Linked DNA regions of Macaca mulatta: region 2 is linked to region 1. A link is a contact called in public Hi-C data. All regions are on one chromosome and are shown on one strand. Each heading gives the region's core, a stretch centred on a gene start, on an enhancer-like site or on the middle of the called end of the contact. The rest is flanking DNA. Distances are from core to core; before and after follow the strand shown. Region 1 holds the start of ADSL (adenylosuccinate lyase). Region 2 holds the start of TNRC6B (trinucleotide repeat containing adaptor 6B).

Evidence for each region. Hi-C and Micro-C count contacts between places; a contact is called where the count stands out from the background.
Region 2: a contact with region 1 is called in a Hi-C map of fetal cortex germinal zone, with 4 times the contacts expected there. The contact joins the promoter of TNRC6B here to the promoter of ADSL in region 1. A contact is called at or near these places in 2 of 14 Hi-C or Micro-C datasets (fetal cortex germinal zone and liver).

What each region holds. Positions count from the first base shown.
Region 1 is chr10:11,180,318-11,186,644 of T2T-MMU8v2.0, forward strand. It overlaps ADSL (adenylosuccinate lyase), which reads right to left and starts at 3,251. Exons shown (of 14, transcript XM_077949733.1): 1 at 3,069-3,251; 2 at 1-146. The coding sequence starts at 3,221.
Region 2 is chr10:11,486,524-11,492,850 of T2T-MMU8v2.0, forward strand. TNRC6B (trinucleotide repeat containing adaptor 6B) reads right to left here and starts at 4,014. Exons shown (of 24, transcript XM_077949599.1): 1 at 3,788-4,014.

The DNA of each region.
Region 1 (6,327 bases), core at 2,001-4,500:
GGACAGCAGTGGCCAAACGTGTGCACGTGAGCCATCACATCATGTCGTAATCGTTTCTCTTCCTCAGCTGCCATCTTGAAGTCGATGTTGTCCAGGTTTGATTTCATCTCCTGGATTTGTTCATCTGTGATAGGCAAACCCAATGTCTGCAGAATAGGCAAAATAAAATAAAATAGACTCAGTGTCACAGTTATTTGAATGAAGTGACACCAAGGAAAAAAACTGATTCATGTTAGCAGCAATACCCTATCTCCCAACCCTTAAATTAAAATTTAAGGCAACCGAGTTGAAAGTCCACTGGCCGGGGGTAGTGGGGTCGAGGGGTGGTGGGAGAGACCTTCTCAATGAACCATGGGAAAGTATACTCTAAGAAAGCTCCGAGAAATAAAACAACAACATAATCCTGCTCTTGACTGTTCCTTCTGCCCAAGACCTCTGCTTGGTTCACTCCCTCACACATTCTGGTCTCTGGAATCAAATGTCATCTCCTCAGAGAGGTCTTCCCTGACTTCAGTGTAAAACACCCTCTGTGTCACTCTCTATCCCTGGCCTGGTTTTATTTACAGCACTTAAAAACCACATGACATTTTTTACATATTTATTAACCTGTCATTTCCCTCTAGAATGAATACTTCTTGAGGAGCTTTGTTTTATTCATTGCTTAATCCTTAGTGCTTGGCATGGTGGTGGCCATGTTACTTAGATGGATTTACTTTGAGAAACCAAATTTAAGAATTCTGTAAGTAGTTTTGCCAGGAAATTATGTACAGCAAATGAGTGCAACTGAAAGCAATTTCAGGAGATACTGATGAGAAAATAAACACGTCAATGTCTTACATTCATCCATCACTGGAAAAATTAGGCTGCAGAAAACAGCTGGCAGCCCACAGGCAACTCGGAACTTGGATCCAAGGGTTGAATATAAACAGTGGTGAAACTGATTTAAACCTCACTTGAAACTTGCAAACAGTGACTCGGGGAAGGATCTTACATCTTAGACCTCTTTTATCTAAGAGAGGAGCTACTAGCCAGATATGGCTATTTAATTTAATTTGATTAATTAAAAAGTATTGGAAAATATTTATAAGTAAAAAGTCAGGCCAGGTATGGTGGCTCACATCTTTGGGAGGTCAAGGCGGGTGAATCGCTTGAGTCCAGAAGTTCTAGACCACACTGGAAAACATAGTGAGACCCGTCTCTACAAAAAAAAAAAAACAACACAAAAATTTGCCAGCCATGGTGGCGTGCACCTCTAGTTCCAGCTTGGGAGGCTGAGGTGGGAGGACAGCTTGAGCCCAGGACGCAGAGGTTGCAATGAGCCGAGATTGTGCCACTGCACTCCAGCCTGGGCAACACAGCCAGACACAGTCTCAGAAACTAAACAAAAACAAATAAAAGCAAAAAGTCAGTTTCTCAGTCACACTAGCTGCATTTCAAGTACTCGGCAGCCACATGTGGCAGCACTGCCTGGAACTTTACAGTCACAGAAGACAGGACACCTCTTGACTCCTTCCAAAGCAAAGCAGCAGAGGGCAGCATGGCCATACTGCTTCCTCCCCTGAAGCAATGTATCTTTTCAAAATTCATACTTTCCTTACTACGAATTTTCTGCATTCCTCCTAATCTCTTATTCTCCAAGTTTTTTCTTAGCTACTAAGTTATTATGCAATTTATGGTAAATGTGACCTAATAGATAATCCAAAGCTAAAATTGTATGCGTTTCAGGCAAACAGAGGAAAGAAGACATACTCAGACTCTACATTCCAACTCCAGCTTGAAGCCATTTACTAGCTTTGGCGACCCTGGCAAAGTCTTGAGTACCACTACCCTCATCTACAGAATGGAGTATCAGATGAAGTAGAAAGAGTACACGCTAGTACATCACAAATCACAACACATGATGAAGGTCTACTACTATCGCTATCTACACCAAGAGTTTATTAACTTGATGCTCCATTCTTTCATCTGTAAAACAGGTACAGTATTTAATACCTACTCTTCACGGTTGTTTGGAGGATTAATGAGCGATCATGTGTAAAGGGTTAAGACAGTACCTGGGTCTCAGAAGGCACTATATGAATGTCTGCTATTATTGTAGTGTATAGCCCAATATTTCGGAGGGCAGTGATAAGGGGAGGGCAGGGAATCTAGAATGAAAGTTTCCTGTTTCGAGAGTTCCATTGTACGGGTCCTAGACACAAACTCAGATTGTTTCCGTGCTTAGTGTGCCGTTTGAGAGAGCATTGCCAACTTGCTCGTTGTGGCACTTTCCTCTGAAACTTGAGGAGAAACATTATCGCTCTCTGGATCACCTTCAGTTTGCTTCAACTCTTCTGGAGCTATTTCTGAAACCGCTGGGCTAAGGAGTTCTCAAACAGCCCTTAGAAAAGAAACTATAAAACCCGTTTAATAAACCCCTACCCAGAGTCTTCTCCTCAGACGCAAAGCGCAGCCCAGTGAGGCGGAAATGGTGGCCTAGAAAACACGCATTCCAGTCTTGTCACTTGTCACTAACTGCATAACTGTGGAAGACCAAGGGGCTACGTGCTCAGCTCAGGCTCTGGACTGCACCCAGGTTCAAATCCCAGATCCGCGCCTAATAGCTGCATGGGCTAGGGCAAACAACAAGCTGTCTGGGCTTGGTGTTCTCCCCTGCAATGTAGGAAAAACACAATCAAGCCTGCAAGATCTTCACGGATTACACGAGAAAAGATGCGTGAAATAATGAGCACAACGGTACGAAACAAGCGCTCGGTGTCTGTCGTTAGCAGCGTACTCCTGCGGGGATGACCAAGGTGAATTCTCTGAAACTGCAAGCTGAATTTCTCCCAGCCGCCTCCGCGTCTCGAACCCTCTCGGACTAAGAACATGTGAGGCAACAGGTGGCGGCTCCCGGGCCACCTGCCCTTGCTTTCCTGGGGCCGCAGCTCCTCAGGACAGGGAACACCCAGCTGAAAATAGCCCGGCCGCAGCTCCGGGGTGGCTAAGCCCAGCCCGGCACAGAGCCCGGCACGTGCTGGGGCGGTCCCGTCCCTCCCGGCCCAGCCCCTCAGCCCAGGGTCCGTTACCTGCTCAGCCTCCGCCAGCCACAGCCACAGCTGCCGCCATGTCCGGAATTTATACCTGTCGCTAAACACGAAGCACATCTCCGGGCTCGCATAGCGGGAGGCAAGAGGTGAGCGGTAGCTGTCGGGCGAACCATGATCGCCTACAGCAGCCATGCCGACCCCGCGACCACGCCAGGATAGACTGGACCCGGGAAGAGCGGAAGCGGAAACCCGGAGGCCGGGGCAGGACGGGGCGGGGCGGGACTTCCTTCACGCGGTCCAGCTTTCTGGGTTCCGGGCGCGCTGGGCGCTGCCGGCTGCCGATTATCTCGGCTGCTTCTGCCTGAAAGTTGACGTGGTTCGCTTCTTTGGCCAGAAACATGATTGGTGCTTCCTACGTTACTTAGCCGCGCTGCACTTTAGTTTTCCTGTCTGTAAAAAGCTACATTAAGACTTGCCCCGGCCGGGCGCGGTGGCTCAAGCTTGTAATCCAGCACTGTGGGGGCCCCAGACGGGAGAATCGCTTGAGGCCAGCAAATCGAGACCAGCCTGGGCATCACTGGGAGACCCTCCCATCTCTTAAAAAAAAAAAAAAAAAAAGAAAAAGAAAAAAGGCCGGGCGCGGTGGCTCAAGCCTGTAATCCCAGCACTTTGGGAGGCCGAGACGGGCGGATCACGAGGTCAGGAGATCGAGACCATCCTGGCTAATACGGTGAAACCCCATCTCTACTAAAAATACAAAAAACTAGCCGGGCGAGGTGGCGGGCGCCTGTAGTCCCAGCTACTCGGGAGGCTGAGGCAGGAGAATGGCGTAAACCCGGGAGGCGGAGCTTGCAGTGAGCTGAGATCCGGCCACTGCACTCCAGCCTGGGCGACAGAGCGAGACTCCGTCTCAAAAAAAAAAAAAAAAAAGCCTGCCTTTCGGGTTGTGCGGATTCAGTGTTAGAGCGGTGTCTGGCACTCTTGGAAGGCCGTGTGTGCGCTTGCTGTTACTCTTATTGCCGTCGCCCCACCCACTCCTGCCCGCCTCGCACAGAGCTCGGCTCTAAGGAGAAATGAAGATACCCAAGGGAAATCGGCATTTACTGCGCCCCCAGTAAGCTGGATGCGGTGGCCTACGCCTGTAATCCTAGCACTTTGGGAGGCCGAGGCAGGCAGATTGCCTGAACTCAGGAGTTTGAGACCAGCCTGGGCAACACAGTGAAACCCCGTCTCTACTAAAATACAAAAAATTAGTCGGGCGTGGCGGCGTGTGCCTGTAGTCCCAGCTACTTGGGAGGCTGGGACAGGAGAATTTCTTGAACCCGGGAGGCGGAGGTTGCAGTGAGCCAAGATCGCGCCACTGCACTCCAGCCTGGGCGACAGAGCGAGACTCTGTCTCCAAAAAATAAAAAAAAATAAATAGATAGAAATAGAGACACTCAAATGGCCCTTTTGTTTTGTTATGTTTTTGACAGGGTCTTGCTATGTTGCTCGGTCTGTAGTGCCAGTGGGGTGATCATACAGGAAGGGGTTCATCTGTTAAGAGCCAGGTGTCTCAGCTGGGCACGGTGACTCACGCCTGTAATCCCAGCACTTTGGAGGCTGAGCAGGGCAGATCATTTGAGTCCAGGAGTTGGAGACCAGCTTGAGCAACATGATGAAACACGGTCTCTACAAAAAATACAAAAATTAAGTGGGCCTGGTGGTGTGCACCTGTAGTCCCAGCTACTTGGGAGGCTGAGGTGGGAGAATCACTTGAGCCCAGGATGTTGAGGGTGCAGTAAGCCATGATTGTGCCACTACAGCTTAGGCAACAGAGACCCTGTCTCAAAAACAAAACAAACAAAAAGAGCCGGGTGCCTACACCCTCTCCATCTGCACTTAACTCCTAGCTCTCTGCCTTTTACGTGAGGAATCTAAAAACACTCAAGCCAGGTGTGGTGGCTCACGCCTGTAATCCCAGCACTTTGAGAGGCTGAGGCGGGAAGATTGCTTGAGCCTAGTACTGTGCTGCTTTGAAATTTCCTGTTTGTGAGTGCCTTACTGAAATGAGACCTGTGGTGGAATTCCAATTTGAACTCCCAGTTTATTTGCTGAGAGTTAACTTCCCTTTTCCAATAGCCATAATATTTCTAGAATATTAAAAGTACAGATTAAGGGCCAGGCGCGGTGGCTCACACCTGTAATCCCAGCACTTTGGGAGGCTGAGGCAGGTGGATCACCTGAGGTCAGGAGTTCGAGACCAGTCTGGCCAACATGGTGAAACCCATCTCTACTCAAAATACAAAAATTAGCCAGGCGTGGTGGCAGGTGTCTGTAATCTGCTACTCAGGAGGCTGAGGCAGGAGAATCACTTGAACTCAGGAGGTGGAGGTTGCAGTGGGCCGAGATTGTGCCACTGCACTCCAGCCTGGGCAACAGAGTGTGACTCCAGCTTAAAAAAAAAAAAAAAAAAAGTACATGTTTAGATCTCAAGGCTTCAAGATCTTTTCTTTGACAATAAATTCTTTTCCAGTCATCTTCCCATTCCTGCTTTCATTCACAGATTCACTGAAAAACATATGGAGCACCCATGATAGTGTTCTCCCTCCCCACCTCTGGGCTTTCTTAGATGCTGAGTGACCTCCCGGCTTCTCTTTTTTTTTTTTTTTTTGAGACGGAGTTTCACTCTTGTTGTCCAGGCTGGAGTGCAATGGTGCGATCTCCGTTCACTGCAACCTCCACCTCCCTAGTTCGAGTGATTCTCCCGCCTTAGCCTTGCGAGTAGCTGGGATTACAGGCATGTGCCACCACGCCTGGCTAATTTTGTTTTATTTTATTTTATTTTTATTTTTGTAGAGACGGAGTTTCTCCATGTTGGTTAGGCTGGTCTTGAACTCCTGAACTCAGGTGATCCACCCGCCTCAACCTCCCAAAGTGCTGGGATTACACGTGTGAGCCACCATGCCTGGCTAGATGTTGAGACCTCCCGGCTTGTTTCAAAACTCTTACCAGAATTCAGTGTTGCTTGCCTTGGTCATTGATGGCAAACTCGGGGCAAGAGATCATGTCTCTGTTCCTGGCACTAAGCTCCAAACCTGGCATAGCATAGGTGCTCAGTAAATGTTTGCTGGATGAATAAATGCTGCCCCAAAGGAGCCTAGCCCAGTAAGAGAAATACCGCCCACAATAGCCATGCTACCCGTTAGATTCTGACACTATACTTCCTCTTCCTCCACACCTCCTCGGTGTCCTCATTCCCTGGCTTGTTCATGTCTCCACCTGAACTCCAGAGTTAGCTGTCACAATTGACTACAGC
Region 2 (6,327 bases), core at 2,764-5,263, 310 kb after region 1:
TGGCCAACATGGCAAAACTCTGTCTCTACTAAAAATACAAAAATTAGCTGGGCGTGGTGATGCGCACCTATAATCCCAGGTAGGGAGCACTTGGGAGTTACAGCACTTGGGAGGCTGAGGCAGGAGAATCGCTTGAACCCAGTGAAGTTGTGGCGGCGAAGGGTGGCGGAGGTTGTGGTGAGCCGAGATCATGCCACTTCACTCCAGCCTGGGCGACAGAGCGAAACTCCATCAGAAAATCAAGAAAGAAAGACAAGAAAGATGGATGGATGGATGGAAGGAAGGAAGGAAGGAAGGAAGGAAGGAAGGAAGGAAGGAAGGAAGGAAGGAAGGAAGGAAGGAAGGAGAAAGGAAAGAGAAAGCTGTGATCCAAAGGGATGGGACAAGGGAGTTTTTTTTTTGGAGTGATGGAACCGTTCTGATCCTGACTGTGCGCATTCATATGTGAACATTCACAGAACTGTAAACACACACAAAAAGTCAATATTACTGTATGTTATTTTTAAAAAGTTTTTAAAGGGATAGGGGTTGTCAAAAAGGACTGGCTGCCGCAGGGAGACAGAAAAGGATGAAACCTAAAAAGAGAGTTTTGGAAAAAAAATTTTTTTTTTGAGACGTAGTCTCGCTCTGTCGCCCAGGCTAGAGTGCAGTGGTGCGATCTCGGTCACTGCAGCCTCCGCCTCCTTGGTTCAAGCAATTCTCCTGCGTCAGGCTCCTGAGTAACTGGGACCACAGGTATGCGCCACCACACCTAGCTAATTTTTTTTGTATTTTTAGTAGAGACGGGGTTTCACCATATTGGCCAGGATGGTCTTGATCTCCTGACCTCCTGATCCGCCCACCTCGGCCTCCCAAAGTGCCGGGATTACAGGCGTGAGCCACTGCGCCCGGCCAGTGTGGGAAATTTACCCACTAGGTAATTGGCAACCCTGGAACAATCTGGCTGCAAAAGTTTAAAGAATGACTGAGTAGTGAAGACGTGAAGGAAGGGAAGTAGCCAGCATAGACTGCTCTTTCAGAACTCTGGAAGTGAGAGGAACAGTAGCTCAAACATGATAGCAGAATGGAGAGATCCAGCAAACTGGCAGAATTTTCCAAGATCCCATGAGTTGCTCCATTTAAGTATTTTTTCAAAACACGCATTTTGCACATGAACTAGTCATGTTCTTATCGTCCTGTTAATCTAAAACTGCATAATTCAACGACTAAAACGAATCCAAAATCTACACTTTGATTCTGCTTCTTAGAATCAGATGTTAGTCAACTAACATTTTCTGTGTTCCCACTATGTGCCAAGCACTATGCTGGATAGAAAAATGAATAACACTTAGTCCTTAGAAGAGCACACAATTTATCACAATAGCCCGGGACTGGAGCAGAGATCTGCACCGAGGGCTCTGAAAGCCTTGAACTCTGAACTAAAATGTATTTTTACAATCTTTATAAAAATTAAACAGGGAAGAAATAAGATGTACTTTTGCAAAAACGTTATTAATTTCTAAAAGCCAAGAATGAGCTTAAACTTTTTTTTTTTTTTTTTTTTGAGACTGAATTTCGCTCTTGTTGCCCAGGTTAGAGGGCAATGGCATGATCTCCGCTCCCTGCAACCTCCGCCTCCTGGGTTCAAGCGATTCTCCTGCCTCAGCTTCCTCAGTAGCTGGAATTACAGGCGCCCACCACCACATCTGGCTAATTTTTTGTATTTTTAGTAGAGACGGGGTTTCATCATGTTGGCCACGTTGGTCTCCAACTCCTGACCTCAAGTGATCCACCCGCCTCGGTCTCCCAAAGAGCTGGGATTACAGGCATGAGTCACTGCGCCCAGCTTAATTTAAATTCTTAGGTATGGGCAACCTAATCATCAGTGGTATTCTCCTTTTCTAGTCCTCTCTACTTTTCAGCGCCCTTTCTCCCTCTGATAATTCAGGAAGGAGGCAAAATGAAACACGCGTTGGCTCTCAAACCAGAGAGACGTGAGACTGAACCTATGCCCTTGAAATGCATAGCTGTGTGGCTCTCGGAGATGCCTTTTCTCTTTCATAGAATAGTAACGATACCTACCCCACAAACTTGGGGTAAGAATTAGAGGGAAAAAATGTAAAAAGGCTGGCATACAGTAAGCATGCGACACATGTTAGCTAATATGATTACTGCCATTTCAACAAGTAGCATTGCTCTGACTTTAAAACATTTTTAAGTGCTTCCATTTGAATGAGGGAAATTTTTTTCAAGGGCATGACATTTATATGTTACCACAGAAAAGCAGCTACAGAATTTCTATCAGAAACCACTCTGCTCAAATAATGGTGTTTGGGATAAGCACTTAATAATAGTCAAGAACTAAGAAAATATAAAGGTATTATCATCATCATCATCACCACGTCCCACGTGGGACAAGGCAGTCTGATTTGTGTTCTGGATATTGGTGAGTGTGCCTTCGTGCAAGTGGACACTACATTCATAGCCCTCCCACTACCTGCCTACAGCAATGCAACACGCTGTAGAGACAACGTGCTAAAAGTTCCGCTCTACAAGAGTCATTTACACAACACTACCCAAAACACATCTGTAGTTTCAAAGCGAAGATCACTGATGAGTCTCCAAATCAAGAGAAATCTTAATACTACTGACATCTCCCACAGCGAAGAAGTAACCTCTGTTAGTAAACTTTCACAAAATGCTAATGTGTATCATTTCTACACACTTTCTATATATACTTAACTGTTGGTGGGGGCACTAAAGTTTTATTCACTATGAAGAAATGTCTTTGGCCAATTTTGCATAATTTCGCTTAAATTATAATACAAATGACCAACTTGAAATTCACCATCCTCTCGTTCAATCTCTAGCACTGATGCTAAAAAGTAATAACACGGCCAAAACACATGAGGAAGCACGAACTTAAAGTCGCAGGCTGGTAACCTGAATTCCAAAGAATTCAGAATAAGCTGGTCCTTAAGGCGCTTGACTAGAGGTGACCGTTACTGGACGTCTTTAACCACTACAATGTGTCTCACTGGATCGGATGTTTAGCCTCTACAGCCGAATAAACCCAGTAGTCTGGAACTGAAGGGCACCGGGCAGGGGAAGGTGTAAAACCACTTCCAATGCCCCTCGTTTCCTTGTCCAGAGTCTGAGCCGCCTCCCCAAGAGGCCGCACACGCAGGGCCCTGGGGAGGGGTGTGTAACGCATTCACCCTGTCACGCAGGTCCTGCACACAGGCCAGGACGCTGCGCAGGGACCCGAGGCTCCGAGGCCTGACGCCTCCCTCTGCCACCGACAGCCATGGACGAACGCGCCTCCGCGGGCCGGGAGGGTGCACCCGCGCCGGGGCCCCCAGGAGACGGGAAGCGAACTCAACTCGGCCGGGCCAGCCCACCCGGAAGCCCTCCCCCAGCTCACACCTGCTGGCGCGTGACGCCCGGAGCCGCGCGCGCGCCCGCCCGTGCCTCCCCGGCCGTTCGGGGCGCTCGGCCCGCGCGCCGGACGTCGCCCCGAATCCCTCCCGGCCCCTAGACTCAAATCTCGGCGGCTCCCGCTCCCGTGGAGCGCGCGCTCAGCGCCGCCGGCCACACCGGCCCCGCGCGCGCTCACGCCCCCTCCCCGGCCCGCTCCCCGCCCCACGCGCGCTCCCTCGCGAGGACACGCACACGCCGCGCCTCCGCTCACCGCCCCGGGCCGCGCCGCGCGCCCCCGGGGGCGTCCTCGCCGACCCCGGCCGCCCCGCTCCGTCCTGGCAGGGCGCGGGGGAGGGGAAGGACGGCGCGGCCGCCGCACCTCACTCACCCCCGAGCCGTGCCGGCTCCAAGTACGCGGCGTTCCGCTGTGAAGCGAGGCGCGCAGTCCTCGCTTCTCCGCAGACTATGGAGGCGACGTCGTAGGGGGACTGAGGGTCGCGGGGGTCACTCCCTCCCGTTTCGCCTTGCAGAAGCACGGGGACCCCAGAAACTAAAAACAAAATAAACAAACTTTCCCCTCCGCATCCCTCCCCCAAAACCACAACACAAACACTCGGGGGCCCGCCCAGAGCCCCACTCCATTGGCCGCAGGGAGGATGCTTCCGGCTCTCACTGGCTGGCTTTTGTGCCCGTCAAGCTGTCGTTCCGCCCCTCCAATTCCTCGTTGCTGCCTTAGCCCCTCATTGGTTAAGTGCTTCCCGTTTAACGAGCTAGGATTGGCTGAGCTGCCTGAGCCAATCATGCGGGGACACACCCCCTCAGCATCCCAGAGGCCGCTTCCTCGGTCGAGGACCCAAAGAGACTCAGGGGAAACTAGAGCATGATGGCCGCCGAGCTCGCTTGGCGCAACCATGGTCTTTTTTCTTTTTATTTTTAGCTAGTTAGTGCCTTGCCTCGGCGCTGTTTCCCTAAGCTCGTCTTTCCATCCAGTACTGCCCTATAACGGAATCTATACGTGCCGGCTCCTTGATTTATCCCCTCCGAAGTGCTGAGTGTGGGCTGGTTGTGTGTCATTGGACTGTCAGGATGTCACTCCCCAGTCAAATCTTCAAGCTATTGGTGGAACAGCAAGAAAGCCCGTCCAACAACAAGAGCTAATACCATTGGTTTGACTCCACTGTGTTATTTCCTGGCACCTTATTGGGCAAATAGGTGCGTCAGATCCGGATTCGCTCTGCTACGGTTAATTGTTTACTGGGGATTTGGGGTCAACTCCAGTTGTTTGGCCAGTAGTTGACGATAATAGTGACTCCCATGTATTGCATGCCTATTTTGTGCCAAGTACTGGACTGCTTTCTTCACAAACATTATCTGGTTAAACCTGGGAGTAATGCAGTATCCAGTTTTTATAGATGGGAAATTAAGGCTGGCGAGAGCTTAGAAAACTTGCCCAAGGTCATCCAGATACAAAGTAATTGATGAGCCTGGCATCTGGTCCTGGGTCAAACTCCAGAGACGTCACTCTTTTTTATTATGCGTTAGTGCCTCCACCTTAGACGATATACTGTCAGTCAACCCAGCATCTTAAAAACTTTCATTTGGAACTCAAAAAGTCTTCAGTTTCTGGAAGTGACTTTTTTGGGGACTTACTATGGAGAGGTTGTCATTGCCTCCACCACATCCTCCTCCCCAGGACCCATTCCTCTCCCCTTTAAGTTAAAGTAGACATTTCTGCCATCCTTTTATGTGAAGCCTCCCCCCCCCCACTCACAACCCCTGACCAACCATCTACAACTCATTCTTTGGAGAGAGTCCTCAAGAGCTGGAAAACTAGGAGAAATCAAGTCTAAAGAGAGAGACAGAACAAATCGTCTTAGAAATGAATAATTTATTGCATGCAAAGAGAACAGCCCTTCAGCTCCTGGAAGTCTTCCAGGATAGTTGATGCTGAGCAAGACGTGTGCTCCTGGCTGGTGGCCACTGGGTTCTTTCTCTGGAGCAGCTTTCATCGAAGTGAATCCAACATTTCAGCCAGAGGAGGGCAGGATGCTTAGGACCCATTGCCAGAGTGCCAGCCGTGAGCTTTTGGGACCGAAATGATCTCCAGGAGCACAACGCTGGACTCTAGCCCACATTCCATCTCGGATAATTAACATTTTACCGTCCCAAATCCCCATCCCCTGTAGCTTCAGTGGGATCACCGCCCTTGTTTCGCTTCCTGATCCAAGCTGTTGTGTAACCTCCCAGGCACTGCTTTAATAATAAAACAACCATTGTAACATAGTAACGATGCTCAACACTTAGAGCCTTTCAGCAAATGAAGCCAAGGTATTTCATAAAAGTCCATTAAGAGTAAGTGGCATGTATTCCTAGGGCCAATGCAAGAAAGACAGAAGAAAGATCATGCGTCAAATTCTAATACAGGTCGTAAGAACGTGAATCTGTACAGTTGTATGCACATACCCCATATTAGCCTTCCAGTATGGGGATTCTGAACTCAAAAACACAGTGAATGAGAAACATTCAGAATCTAAAACCTTCCTAACCTTCAAAGTTGGTTGCTTGGACCCCTATTTTAACTTGGTACTTGACTTTCTGGGTAATTGTTTGATACATTTCAGTTGTAAGTACCTTGAAGCAGATGGTTTCTTTTTCATCTTTGTGTCCTTCACATTGTTCTGATGGTAAAAGGCCCCCAAATAAATAATTATTCCGTAAATGTTTAGTGAGCATGTCAGGCACTTTTACTAAGTTACAAAGGCTACACAGATGAGTAATAGACTCTTCCTTCAAGGACCTCAGTTTAGTAGGGGTGTCCAGCAGATAAGCAGATAACCATGGTGCAGTGCTGTGAGAAGGTGCCCTGGAAGCAAATGGTAGGGACATGGGACTCCATCTCGGAGGGACAGAAATGGCTTCCTGGAAGAA